3 separate regions of the Rattus norvegicus genome follow, and all the other regions are linked to region 2. A link is a contact called in public Hi-C data. All regions are on one chromosome and are shown on one strand. Each heading gives the region's core, a stretch centred on a gene start, on an enhancer-like site or on the middle of the called end of the contact. The rest is flanking DNA. Distances are from core to core; before and after follow the strand shown. Region 1 holds the start of Carm1 (coactivator-associated arginine methyltransferase 1). Region 2 holds the start of Qtrt1 (queuine tRNA-ribosyltransferase catalytic subunit 1). Region 3 holds the start of S1pr5 (sphingosine-1-phosphate receptor 5).

The links. Hi-C and Micro-C count contacts between places; a contact is called where the count stands out from the background.
Region 1: a Hi-C map of Schwann cells shows a contact between it and region 2, with 5 times the contacts expected there. The contact joins the promoter of Carm1 here to the promoter of Qtrt1 in region 2. A contact is called at or near these places in 7 of 12 Hi-C or Micro-C datasets (the Rat2 cell line, Schwann cells, frontal cortex and 4 more).
Region 3: a contact with region 2 is called in a Hi-C map of Schwann cells, with 5 times the contacts expected there. The contact joins the promoter of S1pr5 here to the promoter of Qtrt1 in region 2. A contact is called at or near these places in 4 of 12 Hi-C or Micro-C datasets (Schwann cells, kidney, mammary epithelial cells and 1 more).

The regions. Positions count from the first base shown.
Region 1 is chr8:28,372,095-28,374,794 of GRCr8, forward strand. Carm1 (coactivator-associated arginine methyltransferase 1) reads left to right here and starts at 1,276. Exons shown (of 16, transcript NM_001030041.4): 1 at 1,276-1,575. The coding sequence starts at 1,353.
Region 2 is chr8:28,241,350-28,244,162 of GRCr8, forward strand. Qtrt1 (queuine tRNA-ribosyltransferase catalytic subunit 1) reads left to right here and starts at 1,358. Exons shown (of 10, transcript NM_022250.2): 1 at 1,358-1,612; 2 at 1,762-1,830; 3 at 1,922-2,060. The coding sequence starts at 1,370.
Region 3 is chr8:28,066,448-28,069,479 of GRCr8, forward strand. It overlaps S1pr5 (sphingosine-1-phosphate receptor 5), which reads right to left and starts at 1,422. Exons shown (of 3, transcript NM_021775.2): 1 at 1,388-1,422.

The DNA of each region.
Region 1 (2,700 bases), core at 26-2,525, 130 kb after region 2:
TCCTTCCGAGGCTCAGGAGAGGATCAGTAAATTAGCGGTCTGAGAGGGCCCAGTAAAAGTGAACGGCGGATAGCACTATTGAACACAGTGACTAGCCACTACTGGGGGATCTGAGAGTTCCTGAGAGTTAAATGGAGAAAAGGAGAGGTCCTAGAGGAGAAGCTGAAGAATGTCCTTGAAGTTCAGTCGGAAGACCAAGGTCTGGAGTGCGGCTTGAAAAGCCTTTACACTAGAGCAGCACGGGGAGGGGCCACGGCAAGCCTTGCAAGCCTGTCCCCACCTATCCAGGGTCTTTCCTTACCAGTGGGAAGAAAGCAAGGCAGAGCTTACCTGGGAACTTACAAGGCGGAACCTTAACTTGGGGGCGTGGCCGAATCACCCTGGTTTGGAAACAGTTCTCTTTCCTTTAGGCTCAGGAGAGGTTCTTCGCGGGACACTGGCTATCCGACCTCTCCGAGGGAGGGTTCGTAGATGCAGAGCTCCGCCAGTATTTGGCTAATAACCGTCCCTTCTGGGGCGGAGCCAGCCCCAGTTTATAAAGTAGCAGAGCGCCTCCTTCTGGAGAATGCCTCACTCCCATGCGTATTAGGGTAGTACGCAGTACGCTGGCCTAGGGGCGGAGCTCAGCCCTCGAGGAGGCGTTTCCTTTTAGTTCTCAGACTCACGCCCCTCCGCCTTTCTTGAGCTACCCTCACAGTGGCACAAAGCATGGTCGTTCGCGTGCTGCCGGCCTGAGGGCGGGTCTGGCCCCAGAGGCGTGTCCGAGAGGCCAAGGACCGCCTCCTGAAACACCAGGTGGTACAAAGCGCTGTGGTTCACGGGTCGCCAGCCTGGAGATGGGGGTGGGGTGGGGCCACCTGATCATTCTGGGGGCGTGCCCGGAAGGCTAAGCACCGCCTCCTGACGCATGCCCTGCCCAGCCCTCCAGGACTGTTCGCTGTGGCACAAAGCGCCTCTGTTCGCAAAACGCGGCCTCGGGGCGGAGCTTAGCACCCCTAGGGGCGTGTCATAGGACGAAGCACCGCCTCCCGACGTAGGCGCCTTCACCCGGCGTGCCGGGGCGGCTAAGCCACCTCACAAAGCAGCGACCGTTCCCGCGGGGTGGGGCCGGCCCCACCCCCGTCGTGCTTGCGCTCGTCCGGCTCCCTCAGGCGCCAGGAGGGGGCGCTGCGCCACCGAGCCGGCCCGTGGCGGCGGCGGCGGCGAGGCGTCGCGTGGCCGGCAGGCGGCGCGCTGCCAGGCTCGGCCTCGGCCTCGGCCTGCGCGGCGGCGGCGGCGGCGGCGGCGGCCTGGGCCCGGGTGCGGCGGTGGCGGTGGCGGTGGTGGCAGCGGGGCCTGGAGCCGGACCTAAGATGGCAGCGGCGGCAGCGACGGCGGTGGGGCCGGGTGCGGGGAGCGCTGGGGTGGCGGGCCCGGGCGGCGCGGGGCCCTGCGCGACAGTGTCGGTGTTCCCCGGCGCCCGCCTCCTCACTATCGGCGACGCGAACGGCGAGATCCAGCGGCACGCGGAGCAGCAGGCGCTGCGCCTCGAGGTGCGCGCCGGACCAGACGCGGCGGGCATCGCCCTCTACAGCCGTGAGTGCTGGGGACACCCTGGGGACGGCGGCGCACGAGGCCGGCAGCGCGGGCGCCTGGGGAGGGGGGAGGCGGGGGGGGGTACTCGGGCCGATCTTGTACACGCGGCTCCCGCTGCCCGCGGGTGAGATGGCAGAGAGGGTGTGCGCGGGGACCTTGGAGCCCGAAGAGGGGCGCGGGAAACAAGAGTCGCGGGCCTGAGATTTGCAGCGGGTGGGGGTGGGGGCGCGTGGCAGGAAGTGGGGCCCCGAGGATTCTGGGGGGACTGGAGAGGGGACTGGAGAGGGGGAGTGATTGGGAGGGCTCTTTAGCGGGTGTGGTTTGTGGATCTCATCTCAGGGGACATCCTCTACACGGACATTTGAAAAGTGGCTTTCAGTGTGTAACACCGGGAAGACTGGGTGCCGCCCTTGTGGAGGAGGACTTGGGATTCGGGATCCCCCACCCACACACCCACCAGGGTGGGTAAACTTTAGGACTCAGGACAGAGCCCTTCCTGATAGAGATTCCCAAGCCCATCCCCCATGGAAACGTGGAAGAGAGGAAGGCCGGCTTGCTGATGGCCGGCTTTAGAAGTCAAGAGGTAACAAGCCACCTCCCTCGCCACGCGCCTCCTGTCTTTTTTAAGAACGTGAGAAGCTGGTGACATTACTGGAAGCTGCTTCAAAAACTGACATTTCAGTGGGGAAAATAAGGGGGGAAATCACTAGTGTGTTTTGGAAGCGCACCCCTCCAGCTTTTATTCTTTTCTTGTTACTCTTTCTTGTGACGGATTCCTCAGACGGATTTGCTCTTGTGTTTCATTGGTCTTTGTCTCCCAGGGTTTCGTTCACTGATGCTCTTAAGGGGCCACCAAGGAAGACTGGATCAATTTTGACCTGTGGGAATTTTTCCTCTCCTTGGTAATGGGGTGGTGGGAAGGGAAATGTGTGTAGCAGTCTGTTCACACTGGTTCTCCTCTTTATGCCTTGACTTTGTAACACAGGAGAAAGAAGTGTCTGATTCCCAAGTGTGGGGCACTTTTGGGGGCTTGGGCAGAGCCTGGGCCTCTGACCACATGAGAGAAAGGGGAATTTCACAGAGTAAGGAAAGAAACTCTTTAGGACTTCAGACCCCTAAGCAAGC
Region 2 (2,813 bases), core at 108-2,607:
ACCGGGGACACATGAGTGTACACACACACACACACACACACACACACACACACACACACACACACCATTGAATAATTGTGAGGGTCCAGGTTCTGGGCTTTAGGTTTCTTTTGTAATGATAGGAATCCTTTGACAAAAAATGACTGAGACTACATGCTGGGTCCTTGAATGAACACAGAATGACAGAGACTGGTGTTAGGGACTACATGTATGAAGACACAAATACATCTATCTTTCTGCCGTGTGTATGTGAGTATGTGTGCAGAGGACTCAACCCAGAGCCTTGTGCATGCCAGGCAGGAAGCGCTTGTTTATAAAGATTTATTATGTGTATGTAAGTATTTTGCCTGAATGTGTGTGTACCTGCCTGATCAAAGGAGGACATCAGATCCCCTGGAACTGGAGTTACAGGGGGCTGTGTGTGCTAGGTATCCGATGTCCTCTGGGGACATGCTCTTACCTGCTAACTCATTAGTCCTTATTTTGATTTTTTTTAAAATAATTTTACGTGCATCGGTGTTTTGCCTGCACGTGTGTTCATGTGAGGGTGTCAGATCTTGGCATTACAGACAGTTGTGAGCTTCCACGTGGTTGCTGGGGATTTGAATCCATTTCCTCTGGAAGAGCATTCAGTGCTCTTAACTGCCCAGCCATCTCTCCAGTACACACACACTTTTTGAGGCAAGCCTTGAAATCACTATATGGTAGAGGATGGTTTTGAAATTTTGACACTCATCTTTACTTCCTGGCTGTGGGATTGCAGTAGCGCCCTACAATGCCATGTTTTGTTTTGGAGGTAGCCTATAATATAGCCTTAACAGTCCTGGAGCTTGCAAGGCAGTGTAGACTAGCCCCAAACTCAAAGGAGTGCAATAACCTGCTCTGTTCAATCTTTTTTTTTTTTTCTTTTTGTGAGATGGGATCTCTCTGTAACCCAAGCTGGCAGGAAACTCACTGTGCTGTGTTGATCTCTAACTCCACACAATCCTTTTGCCTCAGCCTCCCAAATCTTGGGAGCATATTGGACTGTTGTATTTTATACAACAGAAAAACATGTCTTGAAGTGTTTTAAAATACATTTATTGTATGTCCGCCCATACGAATTTGAATGGCTGTCTTGTAGATCCCAGAAACTCAGGTCATCGGGCTTGGCGCCGTGTATCTTCACTCACTGAGCAATGGCACTGGGCTTTAGAACCGTTTTCGTTATAGAGGGAAAGTGTCAGCAATGGGATCTGGAAGTAGTACATCCAGTGTGGAGGGTGTAGGCGTCAGTTGCCATGGTTCCTGATACCTCCCAGATCACGTGATTCCGGGCAACATGGCTCTGTCCACTGTGGTGTCAGCCCACGTGGTTCCGGAACTGAAAATGGCGGCGGTAGGCAGCCCAGGTTCGCTTGAGTCCGCTCCACGAATCATGCGGCTAGTCGCTGAGTGCAGTCGCTCCAGAGCTCGGGCCGGTGAGCTGCGGCTGCCGCATGGAACGGTAGCCACCCCTGTGTTCATGCCTGTGGGTACACAGGCCACCATGAAGGGTATCACCGCGGAGCAGCTGGACTCCCTGGGCTGCCGCATCTGCTTGGGCAACACCTACCATCTGGGGTTGAGGCCGGTGTGTGGATTCGATCCGGGGGTGGGCGGTGAGGGGGCCGCCTTGCCGGGACACGCCTCAGGAAATGTCATTCTAGTAAGCACACTGCTGGGGCTCACCCAGACCTGGCCGTGGAGTCGGGTTACGGCCTAACTTTTTCTCCATCACAGGGTCCGGAGCTGATCCAGAAAGCTCACGGTCTTCACGGTTTCATGAATTGGCCCCACAATCTGCTGACGGTGAGTTGGGATTGCCGCCCTTGGGCGCTGCGTTCAGGTGAGAGATCCCCAGGCTCGATCTCCTGACAGCTTTGCGGCGGGCTCTCCCCAGGATAGCGGCGGCTTCCAGATGGTGTCTCTCATCTCCTTGTCCGAGGTGACGGAGGAGGGCGTCCGCTTCCGCTCGCCCTATGATGGAGAAGAGACACTTTTGAGCCCAGAGAGGTCGGTGGAGATCCAGAACGCTCTGGGTAAGAGAACCCTGGGGCACCGCCCCTTTAGGTTGTCTGTGGCTTAGACAGGTCCTCGGATGCCACGTGAATTTGGACTCTTTAGCCCAGTGAAAATAAGAATAAAGAATAGGTCCCATGTTGGGCATGTGCCTCAGGTGATTAGAGTGCCTTGCCAAAGTCCTGAACTAGATCCCCACCACAGCAAACAAAGGAAACACATTAAAAAACAAAAAGCACGTGTCGGCTGCCTAGCTAGCAGAAAATTGTCGCTACTTCTAGGCCTGCTTGGGTTACACTGTTTAGAAGCTGTCTCCATCTCTTGACCAGACAAGAGAACAAATGTCAGGAGTGTAAGCACAGTGCTGGATACGGAGTTACCCTTTTATTTGTGGGTTTGTTTTATGTGTTTATGTGGTGTGCGTGTTTATGTGCGTGTATTTTATCGTTTACTTATTGCTAGTTATTTTGGAGAGGGTCTCACTGTTTAGCTTCAGCTGGTCTAGAACTCTCTATGTAGACTGGTAGACCAGGCTGGCCTCAAACAGAGGTATACCTGCTTTTGCTTTTCCTCTGGAGTGTTGGCCTTTTAGACAGGTGCCACCACACCAAGCTGTTAGTGTTCCTAGTAACAAATTGAGTTTAATAAAATATTGGTGGCAACAAGATGAGACAGGCATGCTTTGGGTCTCTTATTTCCATCTATGTAGTTTGTTTTATTTTATCTTTTTTTTTTTTTTTTTTTTTTGAGACAGAGACCTACATAGTCCATGC
Region 3 (3,032 bases), core at 172-2,671, 170 kb before region 2:
CAAAGCACCAAACACACAACAAAACAAGAACAACAAAAGAAGAAAATGTGTTTCCTCAAAGCACCCGGGAGAATGTTGATCCTGGTCACTCCTTGCACAGAGTCAGAGGTCCTCGGAGACACACATGTCATTAAATCACCTACCCTTTAATCCTCTCAGCAATTCTTCACTTAGTTCCAATTTACAGATAAACAAAAACAGGTTCCTGGCAAGATGGCTCAGTGGGAAAGGGAGTGCCCACTCAAGTCTGGAACCCACACAATATAAAGAGAGAACCCAATCCTCACAGGCTGTCCTCAGACCTCCATGTTCATGGTGTTTGTGGCACACATATATTCACAGTCCCACCCACCCATCCACCACACACACACACACACACACACACACACACACACACACACACACACACAAGTAAATGAGATTTTAAAATAAATTGTTTTTGAGACAGTCTTCATTTGCAGCCCTGCTGACCTGGGTCTATATTGACCAGGCTGACCTGAAAGTTACAGATATTCAACTGTTTCTGCCTCCCAAGTGCTGGGATTAAAGACACACACACATCACCATGCTCTTCATAGAAGTTTTGGACACACTTTAAAAAAAAAAAGCCTCAGGTACCCCAGGCTGGGTACTATGTAGCAGAAAATTATATTGCATTTCTGATCCTCCTGCCTTACCTCCTGAGTTTGGAGGTCACAGGAACATGTCACCACTCAGTTTATCTGGACATAAATCCCTAGGCTTTCTGCATACTAGGCAAGCCTTCTACAAACTGACCCAAATCCTGAGGCCCTCTTAGTCCCATTTTACAGACGAACAGAATGAGGCTCCAGAGAGATGCCTTACATAGAGGTAGACTCACAGATGTCCATCTCTTATACAAAGACGACCCCACAAAAACAATACCACAGTTCCCCGACCCTGCTTCAAAGAAACAGATTTGCCTGGAAGGCAAACGGGGGGGGGGGCGTTCCAGACAGTTTCAGAGTAGCACAGATAGACTTGGAGTACTGAACCACTTTGAATGCAGGAGAGGCATCAAATACAGAGATACAGGTTAAACAGCTTTCTCTGCTCGGTTCACTCAGGAGAGGGTAGATGGGACTTTTATACCAACACCCGCAGTGACCTGACATGCCCGGAAATGAGAATGATACTAGGAAAAGCTTGAAGGAGCCCAGTCAGGCTAAGCTGGAGGGTTCCTGGGGGCCCCACTCCCTTCAGGCAGGGGCCTGCGATTACCCCTGGAGTTTTCTGTTTTCTCTGCTGGGGAGGTTCCATAAAGGATCTAGAAACCCCAGCAAGGAGCGCTGTGCCTTTTCAGCTCTGCAGTCGCTCCAAGGAGCCGTCCCACTTGCCGCAAGTTCCCCTAGTGCTGGACACTCACCCTTGCGCCTAGGTCCGGTCGTGCGCCCTAGGCGGTGCGCCTGGGAACACTGGACGGATGCAACGGGGGCGGGGCTGGAAGTGGCAGGTCTAAGGGCGGGCCCGCGACGCCGAGTGCTGGCGAACGCCCGCAATTGCCCCCTCCTTCTTCCAGCCCCGGATTGCCAGCCTGTGCCACCCGCCGCGGCACCGGAGAGCGCCTCAGCGGCGACTGGTACCAACAAGTCCTAGCTTCTCCCTCGGATCCCCTCCCCGGGACACTCGAGGTGGGAGGGCTCAGAATCGCAGGAAAGAGAGGGCTTTTCTAGATGAACCACTCTCCTACTCCAGATAAGGGGTCCTGTCTGTCTCCTGCTGTCTGGACCCCTGAGCCTGCATCCCAAAGACACCTTAAGGGCTCAGTACCTGGGCTCAATTTACGAGATACTTTTTTTTTTTTTTTTTTTGGTTCTTTTTTTTCGGAGCTGGGGACCGAACCCAGGGCCTTGCGCTTCCTAGGCAAGCGCTCTACCACTGAGCTAAATCCCCAACCCCACGAGTTACTTTTAATTGGCGCTGCTGCTGGAGTCTTCTGGTCCTCACCAGGTGGGGACAGGTCTCCTCTGCTCCGCAGCACGGGGGCCCTTCCCCACTTTCCGTTCATTCTGCTAGGCAAGAGGGGGAAGGGGCGGGTACAAGAGGGATAGTGGAGGTGGAGGGAACTTCCCGGTCCCCAAATAAGTAGGATCTGATTCCTCCCGCCCTATGGCTTCTCTGTCTCCACCCCACTTCTTTCAACCTTTAGGATCTAAACCATGAAATTTAACACTTGTGTTTCTGGCGTCAGGGATTTGAGGCTGTCTTGGGCACAGATTATGGCCAATAAACACTTCTGAATGAGTAAGGTAATAAATGATAAATGGATGTCTGCTATATCTCTGTCCCCTGGGTCTCTTTAAATTTTCTTTCGTTCCTTCTTTCTTTCTTTCCTTCCTTCCTTTCTTCTTCCTCCTCCTCCTCTTCCCCCTCTTCCCCCTCCTCCCCTCCTCCTCCCCCTCCTCCCCTCCCCCCCCTTCTTTTTGGAGACAGGATTTCTCTGTGTAGTCCTGGTTGTCCTGGAACTCGCGCTGTAGCTGGCCTCAGATCTGCCTGCCTTTTCCTCCTGAATGCTGGAATTAAAGGCGTGCACCACCATTCCTAGCTTTAATTTTTTCTTAAAATTACGCTTATTTATGTATCTGTGTATGTGCATGCGTGTGTGTACTATGTCATGTATATGGAGATCAGAGGACAACTTGTCAAAGTTGGTCCCCCCCCCCATGTGGGTCCCCAGGACTAACTCAGGTCACGAGTGTGCTTTATGCAGTGATCCATCTTTGTGGCTCCTCTCAGAGCCTCGTGGTTTCTCCCTGTCTCTTTGAGTGTGTCTCTCTTCCATGCTGTCTGTGTCACTCTCCTACCCCTCTCCCAGGCCACTCCTCCAGCAGGTCAGTCTCAGCTAGCACTACCCGCCCTCCTCCCTTATCTGCCCCTTTAATTCCCAAGAGATTCCTGCCAGGGTCCAGCTCTTCCAACCTCAGACCTGTGCCCACAGTCTGGTTTCTGGTGACTGTTTTAATGATCTTCCTGGGGGCTGTACCCTTTGCCCAGGGTCACTCCAGCCCCAT